Linked DNA regions of Gossypium hirsutum: region 1 is linked to region 2. Evidence: chromatin contacts called from public Hi-C data. All regions are on one chromosome and are shown on one strand. The core of a region is the stretch at or near the end of the contact, and the rest is flanking DNA. Distances in the headings are between cores, read along the strand shown.

Region 1 (4,020 bases), core at 649-3,148, 440 kb after region 2:
AGATATGTAGACGTTGCTCTGTCCCTTCTAATATAGCACTGAATCGGAGACTCGCGAGGACCAGGCTGTTCATGGGCACAAACAAAAGATATAAGCTTTTTAAGTTGAGAAACAAGAAAATAGTAATTCCCATTATTTATACAGACATGAGACTAATCGTCAAATGCCAACTTACACAGCAGGAAACGAAAATTTAGATTTAGCTTTATGTGCTGCATTTGAAAGTTTTTATCATGCAACTATCACCCCAATGATCATTTCATGATAGAAATGCCAGAGCAAGACATATTAAATAACAAAAAATTAGTAAGTTCTTGACATAGATGCATATTGTTGATGGTCTTTTGGAAAGATTGTACAAACAATAGAGGAAAGTCGATGGGCACTGGAGTGAATAATCCGAAACATGATCTAATGCTCAAGTCCGCAAATATTGGAAGGAGCACTTTCCCGATATCCGCTGACTTAAATCAGAGCACGCCCGGGAACCAACTCCGGCAACCCTCCTAACTTTCTTCAACCTTTTGCAGCTTCGTTTATCCTTTATTCGAAGGGACCAAAACACATATGGGAGTGTTTCTTTTCCGTCCCCTTAATATAATTTACCTACAAATCCTCTAGTTTGGAATCAAAATGGAAAAAATTTCAATAGGAAAAGTGTATAACCTGCTTCAGTGAGATTGGAAATGTGAGCCTCCCACATTGCTCGGGAGTCTTCACAATCTCCTTTGTAATTTCCCTCCAAGACCTACAAACTGCAGCACAAAAAACAACAGCAGCTCGAGCAGGCCAAGCTGTTTCACTCTCTTCCACTCTGTGGATGATATCTAAGAGTAATTCCAGGGGCAGATTCGACCAAGGGCTTTGCTCGGCACATTCCTGTGGCTGGTCCGGAACGACATGGGAACGTGTCCGGCTTCGCCAAAGCTTGCTTTCTCCACCTCTCTTTGATATGTTCCCAATCCCATCTTTCATTTCCTTCAACTCTCGCATCATAATCTTCAGTAACATCTTTTATAAGCATACCAAGGCCAATCTCTATATAATCAACTGCGTATATATAACAAGAGAAAACCAAAAAGATAAAATTTTCTGCATTATTTTATATCTCAGCTCAACTAAAAGCAAATTTCTATCAAATCAAACTCCATAGATCAAAATTTTGCAACTTTGGTAACAATAGCACCCAGAAAACAGAGAGAACTGAAACCCAAAGATCAAAACACCAATAATGACATAAAAGTACACATAAACGAATCTCCTTTTACCTGAATCATCAACCCAAAAAGATAAAAGCTTGAGAATAAAGAAATGTGGAAACCAGTTCTAAGCCCACCGGTTCAAATCAATCAACCCAAAACAGAAACAGCTCAGATACATCCCCACACGGCCCACAGTATAAGCAATACGTCAAACCAATAGGAATATATATATATAGCAGTGAAAGAAATTGTTATAAATGGTAAAAAAAATGCCAACTTTTCTTCTTCCTTTTAATTTTTTTATCAGTGGGAATCATGAGATGGCTAGGTCATTGCAAGCCCCTAAGCCACCCTTCAACCACCGTCAGAGCCGGCGTTCCAACAACCTGCGCGACCACCTCAACCACCAGCTTTCTCCGAGATCAGACAGTCAAAGTGCTGTGTCTCTCTCTCACTTTTCAGTTACTTAAAAGCAGATCCACAGTTTTTTTTCTTTTAGGGTTTAGAATAATAATAATAATAGTATTATTTTGGATGAGTTTTTGATTAATTGTTGCAATGGAGATGATATGTCAGTCTTATCACTCACACTGACCATTTTTTAAGAGTTAAAAATATGATGTTAAAACACGTGGGAATGAATCAATCAAGTGTTGATAATAATTCTTCCAATCGGATCAGTATGTGATGGGACATCTTCTTTGAAAAAAAAAAAAGCTTTCAAATCAATGTTTTCCTCCTTCCCTAAATTCATTTTTCAAATTTATTAAAATAGAAGAAAATCTCTTTTCTCAAAATATCACTTAGCTAGTATTTATTATTTCGACTGTTTTAGATTTGGATATGGTTTTTTAAAATTATGTAAATCAATTGATAATACACATAAATTAATTTATGCAGATTAAGTTTTATCTGGATCGGTATTAATATTGTATCCAATATAAGAGCACATAAATTCGAACGTATTAAAGTGTATTATCTGTAAATTTTTTAATTTTTTAACCATTAATCGAATTGAAATTTATATGGTTTTGATCGGTTGGTTAAAAAAATATCAAACATATAAAAATAAATTATCTTCATTTGACCGAATTAAAATTAAATATAATTTGTATTATTAATTATGAAGTTTAGTTAATTAAGTTAATTACTTGATTTTAAATCGAATTAACCGATTACCGACCGTCCTAACAAATATTAACGGACCTTCGATCGAATTAGATCGATTAACTAAATTAGATCAGTTTAATAGATTAATTTAATTTTAACCGTTATTTAAACACTCTTAAATAGACCTAACAACTTAAGCTTAAATTTGGAATAGAAAATTTTCTTAAGATTCGAACTTTCATCCAACTCAAAAACACCTCTACATCCAATTTAGATTAAAAAAAAAAAACCTGGTTGTTTGACCTTGCTTTTACGTCTAAAAGCGATGCTTAGGCCTTAATGCGAAAGGACACAAAATTTTAGTTTTCTTGTTTATATTTTTATAAATCCATAAATTAAAATTACTTTGTTAAATAATCTCCTTATACTTTTGTTGTACCCAAATAAACCCTTAGTATTTTGATTTAATTTAGCTTTATTTTTAAACAAAATATTGGTTTTTATTTAAGAATAAAATAAAGATGAATTTAAGGGATTACTTAGATAAAAGTTAAAAAATTAAAAGGTTTATTTGGATTCTATTTAAAGTTGAAAGCTTAATTAAGTGTAATATAATGATTTATTTATCTATATTATCTTTTAAATGTTTGATTGAGGTAATGTTATAAGTCAATTGAACATCAATTTAAGGTGTATTTGTTAAAGCATTAAAAATTTTCAATATTTAATATTTTAAATGTGTTTGATAATCATTCTAATTTTTTTATACTTAATAGGGAGGTAGCTACCTATTAGAAAATATTAAGTTAGATTTTATTTTATTTTATTTAAAAAATTGAGATATTTAAATTACCATATTTATATTTTATCCAAAATAATATCATATATTATATTAATGAGTTTAAAATTAAAAATTAAATAATTTTTCACTTTTATCAAACAATATAATTATATTCGGTACTTATATTTACTAGTTTACCAAAAAAAATTCTAATATAAATTTAGGACTTATAAAATTTAACAATAAAATTTCAATACTTAATTTTTTCAGTTTATCAAACACACCCTTAATTGGAGAATAACTTACATTAACAAGATTTTTTATACATTTTTATATAAAATCAATAAGAGTTAATTCAAACTAGAATACCCACACATAATGGAACTTAATCTTAAGTACATCACAATCTTCAAAGTCTCAATTTTATCATTCAAACTAAAATCTCATTTGTTTTTCATATTATTTATTTTTAAGTATATATTTGTTAAAAAGAATTAACTACTAGAATCTAATTTAAATATATCAACAGAATTTAATGAATAATTTATTATATTATCCATTTTTATTTAAATAAACAAAACATTTATTTAATTCAAATTTTAAAAACACAAACTATCATCCATGCCCCTAAAATTATGCTAAGACAGATGTTATTGTTGGGGTTCGACTTGTATAAATAACGAACAAGTAAAATAGAGAAAATTAAATAAACAAATATTTATATAAAAAGCCTTCGATTAGGGAAAAAATCTTCTTTGATAAGTCGTCGTCTTCTTAAATAACTACAAAACCTCTTAAAAATATGAAGCACACCCTATAATTATAGTTTTTAAAAAAAAGAAACCGAAAAATGATGCCATTATTTAAATAATGCATAATTTAAAATTTCAATTTCGAATACTTACCACAAGACCTAAAACAAAAGTT
Region 2 (4,418 bases), core at 1,583-4,082:
CAGAGAGGGTTTGGCAGCAAGCAATCCAAGTTCCAGAAGAGCAGGCCCATACTTGTTTGCGAGTGGACCTCCAACACTTCCTTCTGGTCCCCAGCCAATGGTGGTATAGGAGCACCGGTGCCGCCACGACCTTTTCCAAATGGCACTGTTCCTCCTGGCCCTATGCCAGTAGCACGGCCTCCACCCCTCAAAATGTTCCCTACCCACAATGCAGCTTGCCGGACATCACCTTGGCAGGGTCAGCCACAGCATCTTGGACAACAATTCCACCTCCAGTCATGCCTCCTCCTGCAATGCAGTACAGGCCACCTCTGCCAACATGCCACCACCCCACCCCACAATCAGTATCTGGTCTTTCAAGGCCTCCGCCACCAATGGGAATGGGAGCACCACATGGTTGGCCGCAACAGCAAATGGGTGGAAGGCCTCCTATGCTCCAAATGTCAATGCCACCCCCTCCCCACCACCTTCTGCAAGTTGAATTATCCAACTACTGTTTTTCTTCGTTCAGCAAATGTAGTGCATTTTTATTTCTAGCGGTAATAGAAATGATAAATGTGGATCGTACTCTATTGATGTATTAATATCCGAAAATTAGACTCCTAAATTTAATCGTTCGTTCAATGATTGGTAAACATTTTTTGTCACCAAGCATGATCGTTTCATTGCAGATCAAAGCCTTTTCTTCTTTCAATGTGTAAAATAACGTACATATGTAATTTGAGTTCAATCAAGTATCCTTTAATTCTTTTATGGTTTCCGCCATGCTTCACGTAAATTAGAGTAACCATTTAAGAGTCAAAATATACTCTAGATTCTCATATTTTTCATTATTTTTTATTTAATTTCAGTACTTTCGTTTGCAAGGTTTCCTTTTTTACTTTCTCCATTTAAATTTAAATGTTAATACATTTAAAATTCTTTTATTAAATTTATCATCGAATAATAATTACTTGATAATTATATAATAAAAAAATAATATTGCTATGATCTTAAATTTAATAAATAGTTATAATAATATTAACTATTCTTAAAAATTCACAGTTAAAATAAAATAAGTTAAATACATTAAAAAATTAAAGTACTAAATTATATGAAAAATTAATTCCCAAAGAAAATTGAAATTTCATTATTATTATATAATATTAATAAAAATAAAAATACATACATGTCAGCATTTTAATTATAATAACATATCTAGGTTAACTATTCCATTATATAAAATATAATGTAAGAATAATATAAAGATCTCATTATTGTAAAATTTCAATAAAAAAGTAAAAGCTTGTGTATTTAAATACATGTACATAAACATTTTAATTAAAAAGAAATGTTTATATTAAAAGTTGAGTTATCAAAAAATTAAATTTAAAAATAAAAATAAGATGACTAAATCAACACTATTAAAATTTTCGATTAAATTCTTTGATATGGTATTTTAAAACATAAAAACAATTAATTATATAGTAATAAAAATAATGTGAAAAATAATAATTAATTTTTAGTAAAAAAACCATTCGAAATCATCATTGAAATATATATTTTTCTATTAGAATAGTATTATTAAAAAAGTTTATATTAATATTTTGATTTAAATATTTAAATCAAAAAAATTAAAATTGGAGCATTTTCTAAAAAAATGAAAAACCACGTCTGAGTTTGAAAAAAATTCAACTCGATCAAATCGAAAAGCTGGGCTCATTTAGAAGTTAGTATGTGAAATTATATCAAAATTAAAATATAAAAATAAAATCTAAAATTTGAGCGGAACATGGAAATTAGAAGGATAGAGCTGAAATTTAACCATTAATTTATAACGTAAAAAGAGCAAAAAAAACAATAGACGGGTGATGGAGGAAGGCTTTAGGGCTTTCACAGATACAGCTAAAGATGTTTGTTTAGGAGAAAGTTTGGTAACAGCTTAAGCCGTGTAATAACCCTTACATATATAGAACTGCAGTAAAAAACTGAAGATAATAAACTAATGCAAGGTAAGGCGCACATGAAACAAAATGGAGGAGGGTACTTGTGAACATAGTTGGGTTTTCCATCCATGGGTTAAGAGGAAGCGTGAGTTTGATTCCTGGCTTTCTCCTTCTCCTTCACTTCACTCCCCTGCGTCTTGTCATAAGCTTCATGCATTGCACCCACCCACAAATCAAATACAGTTCAATTAAAACAAGTTTTACTTACTACTACCTAACCATTCTACTCTACTACTAACCTGGGTGACTTCCATGAATCTCCTTGTTTTTTTTTATGTCAGATATACTCTCGTTCTCTCCATAAATTCCTCCAAATCCTTCTTCATCTGATCTCGTAGCATATCCCTCTCCGAATGACTCAGACATGACATCCCTTAACACATGAAACAAACAGTTTCAAAACCACTAGTAGTAGTAGTAGACATGGGAAGAAAAAGAGAAGCAACATCTTAATTAATATATTCTAACCCAGGTTTTTGTTCAGGCTTTTCGTCTTTCTGCTCCATGCTTTCTGGTTGCTTGGAACAACTTGTGATGATTGGCCTGAAGCTGATCACTGAACTTTTATGATGACTTAAAGAAGCTCGCAGAGATGGAGTGAAAACTGCTGGTGGCTGAGCTCGAACCGATCGGATGGCTTTCATTTCCGCCTACCTTCTTTCGGGTTGTGAAATTATTGAACATTGTTTACTTAAAAGGACAATACTAGAAACCTTCTTTCTTGTTATGTTAAGACACGTAGAAAATGTTAATGGACAGGTGTGGAGTGTAGGAAATGTAGTTTCTGATGAATGTCCATGACCCAGATGGCACTCGAGGAGGGCCAATGAAATATACGGGTTCTACAGAAACCACTAGTTGCCGACACTTAGGCCTCTAATATTTCGACAAGGAACGGTGTGAACCAAGCCTGATGGATGAAGTAGGCAATCTCGGACATTAATTAAAGGGAAAAAGGATTATGATAAACGAAATTAAAAAATTAAGGGTAAAGGAAAGGTGAGTTTCTGTCTGTTGACGGAAACAAAAACGACAAGGCCCATTGGAAATTGAGAAGAAATTAAAGTGACTCATTGGTGCTCGAAAAAGAAGGCCCAATATACATGGTTTAGCTGGATGGAACTTATTGCCCGAATTAAACAAAACATTCACAAAACTTGGTCTCGTACACGGAGCTACACTGCCGTGGAAAGGAAAATGTGACAATGAGGAAATGGCGAAGGACAAGGAGGGAGGGCCTCCTAACCCCTACAAGTTTGGACTTACATTTATTACCGTTAATGGAGGCCTTTGCTCTTGTAAATCAAAATTGACACTAGGAATTCTTCCTTCATTAGAGACAAGCCACTGTCATTGTAAATGCACTAGAGGGTTGATATTGGTGGTTGGTGCCTTTTTAGGCTTTGCCTTTAAGCGTGACCTCTGTTCTTGAGTGCTTGACTCTGTGTTCACTTTCATTGATCGGCAACTCCTTTGCTTTGCTTCTTTTGTATTATATTTTAACCTTGTAAATCAAAATTGATACTAGGAATTCTTCCTTCATTAGAGATAAGCCACTGTCATTGTAAATGCACTAGAGGGTTGATACTAGTGGTTGACGCCTTCCAGGCTTTACCGTCAAGCATGGTCTCTAATCTCTAATACTAGCAATTCCTTAGTATCAATTCCTACAAACTTAGGGTATTACAGCAATAAAATTAAAGTCAAAAGTGAGACGTGTTTAGATTTAATCATTGCAGTGGTAACAAAATGAAATATAATAAATTAAAATAACCATTAAAGATATTAGAGTAATATTTACGGGTAATGCAACTTATAACATATTTGAAAATTTAATAAATAACTAAAAATGTTAAAATTACAAAAATATAGGTACATTATTTATACATTATTTATATATTTATTTAAATATTTTGATTAATTAATATATAAATATGTAAATTTATTTATTATATTAAAAAAATTAAATCAAAATAATTAAAAAATTTTAATTTGAAAATTTTGATAATAAGATATTATATATTAAGTTAATAAATGGTAAAGAAATACAAACAATGTTGTGAAACTCCAGTGGAGAAAAAACAAGTCTGGTGCAATTAAAAGACATCTGCGACAATAAAATGCCAGAAAAAAGGATATGTCTGGAGCCTCAGCCACATGATGATAAAAGAGGGCCATTAATCCATTTCCCGTTCAATTTGTGGAGCAATATTGGTTCTAATATTCCATCTAGTTCTCATATTTGAATCTCAACTGTGAAGCAAAAAAGACTGAAATCCACAAGTTTATAAACTAAAACAGTGTATTCAAATGAGAGGATAGTAGAAGAAAAATCAACAAGGTTATGAAATTATACTTATTAATACTCGGTAACAAGGACAACCCTCAAGAAAATTGAAGCATATTGCTTCATACAACCACTTAAAAGAATGG

The links. Hi-C and Micro-C count contacts between places; a contact is called where the count stands out from the background.
Region 1: a contact with region 2 is called in a Hi-C map of leaf, with 1.9 times the contacts expected there. The contact joins the promoter of LOC107897628 here to the promoter of LOC107900238 in region 2. A contact is called at or near these places in 4 of 34 Hi-C or Micro-C datasets (callus and leaf).

What each region holds. Positions count from the first base shown.
Region 1 is chrA10:19,525,761-19,529,780 of Gossypium_hirsutum_v2.1, forward strand. It overlaps LOC107897628 (tubby-like F-box protein 2), which reads right to left and starts at 1,899. Exons shown (of 4, transcript XM_016823143.2): 1 at 667-1,899; 2 at 1-65. The coding sequence starts at 1,011.
Region 2 is chrA10:19,088,476-19,092,893 of Gossypium_hirsutum_v2.1, forward strand. It overlaps LOC107900238, which reads right to left and starts at 2,833. Exons shown (of 3, transcript XM_016825925.2): 1 at 2,454-2,833; 2 at 2,225-2,358; 3 at 1,790-2,132. The coding sequence starts at 2,629. The coding sequence ends at 2,059. LOC107900636 (splicing factor 3B subunit 4) reads left to right here. Exons shown (of 12, transcript XM_041078947.1): 9 at 6-92; 10 at 95-259; 11 at 262-456; 12 at 459-670. The coding sequence ends at 481. LOC107900635 reads right to left here. Exons shown (of 2, transcript XM_041078948.1): 2 at 4,308-4,418.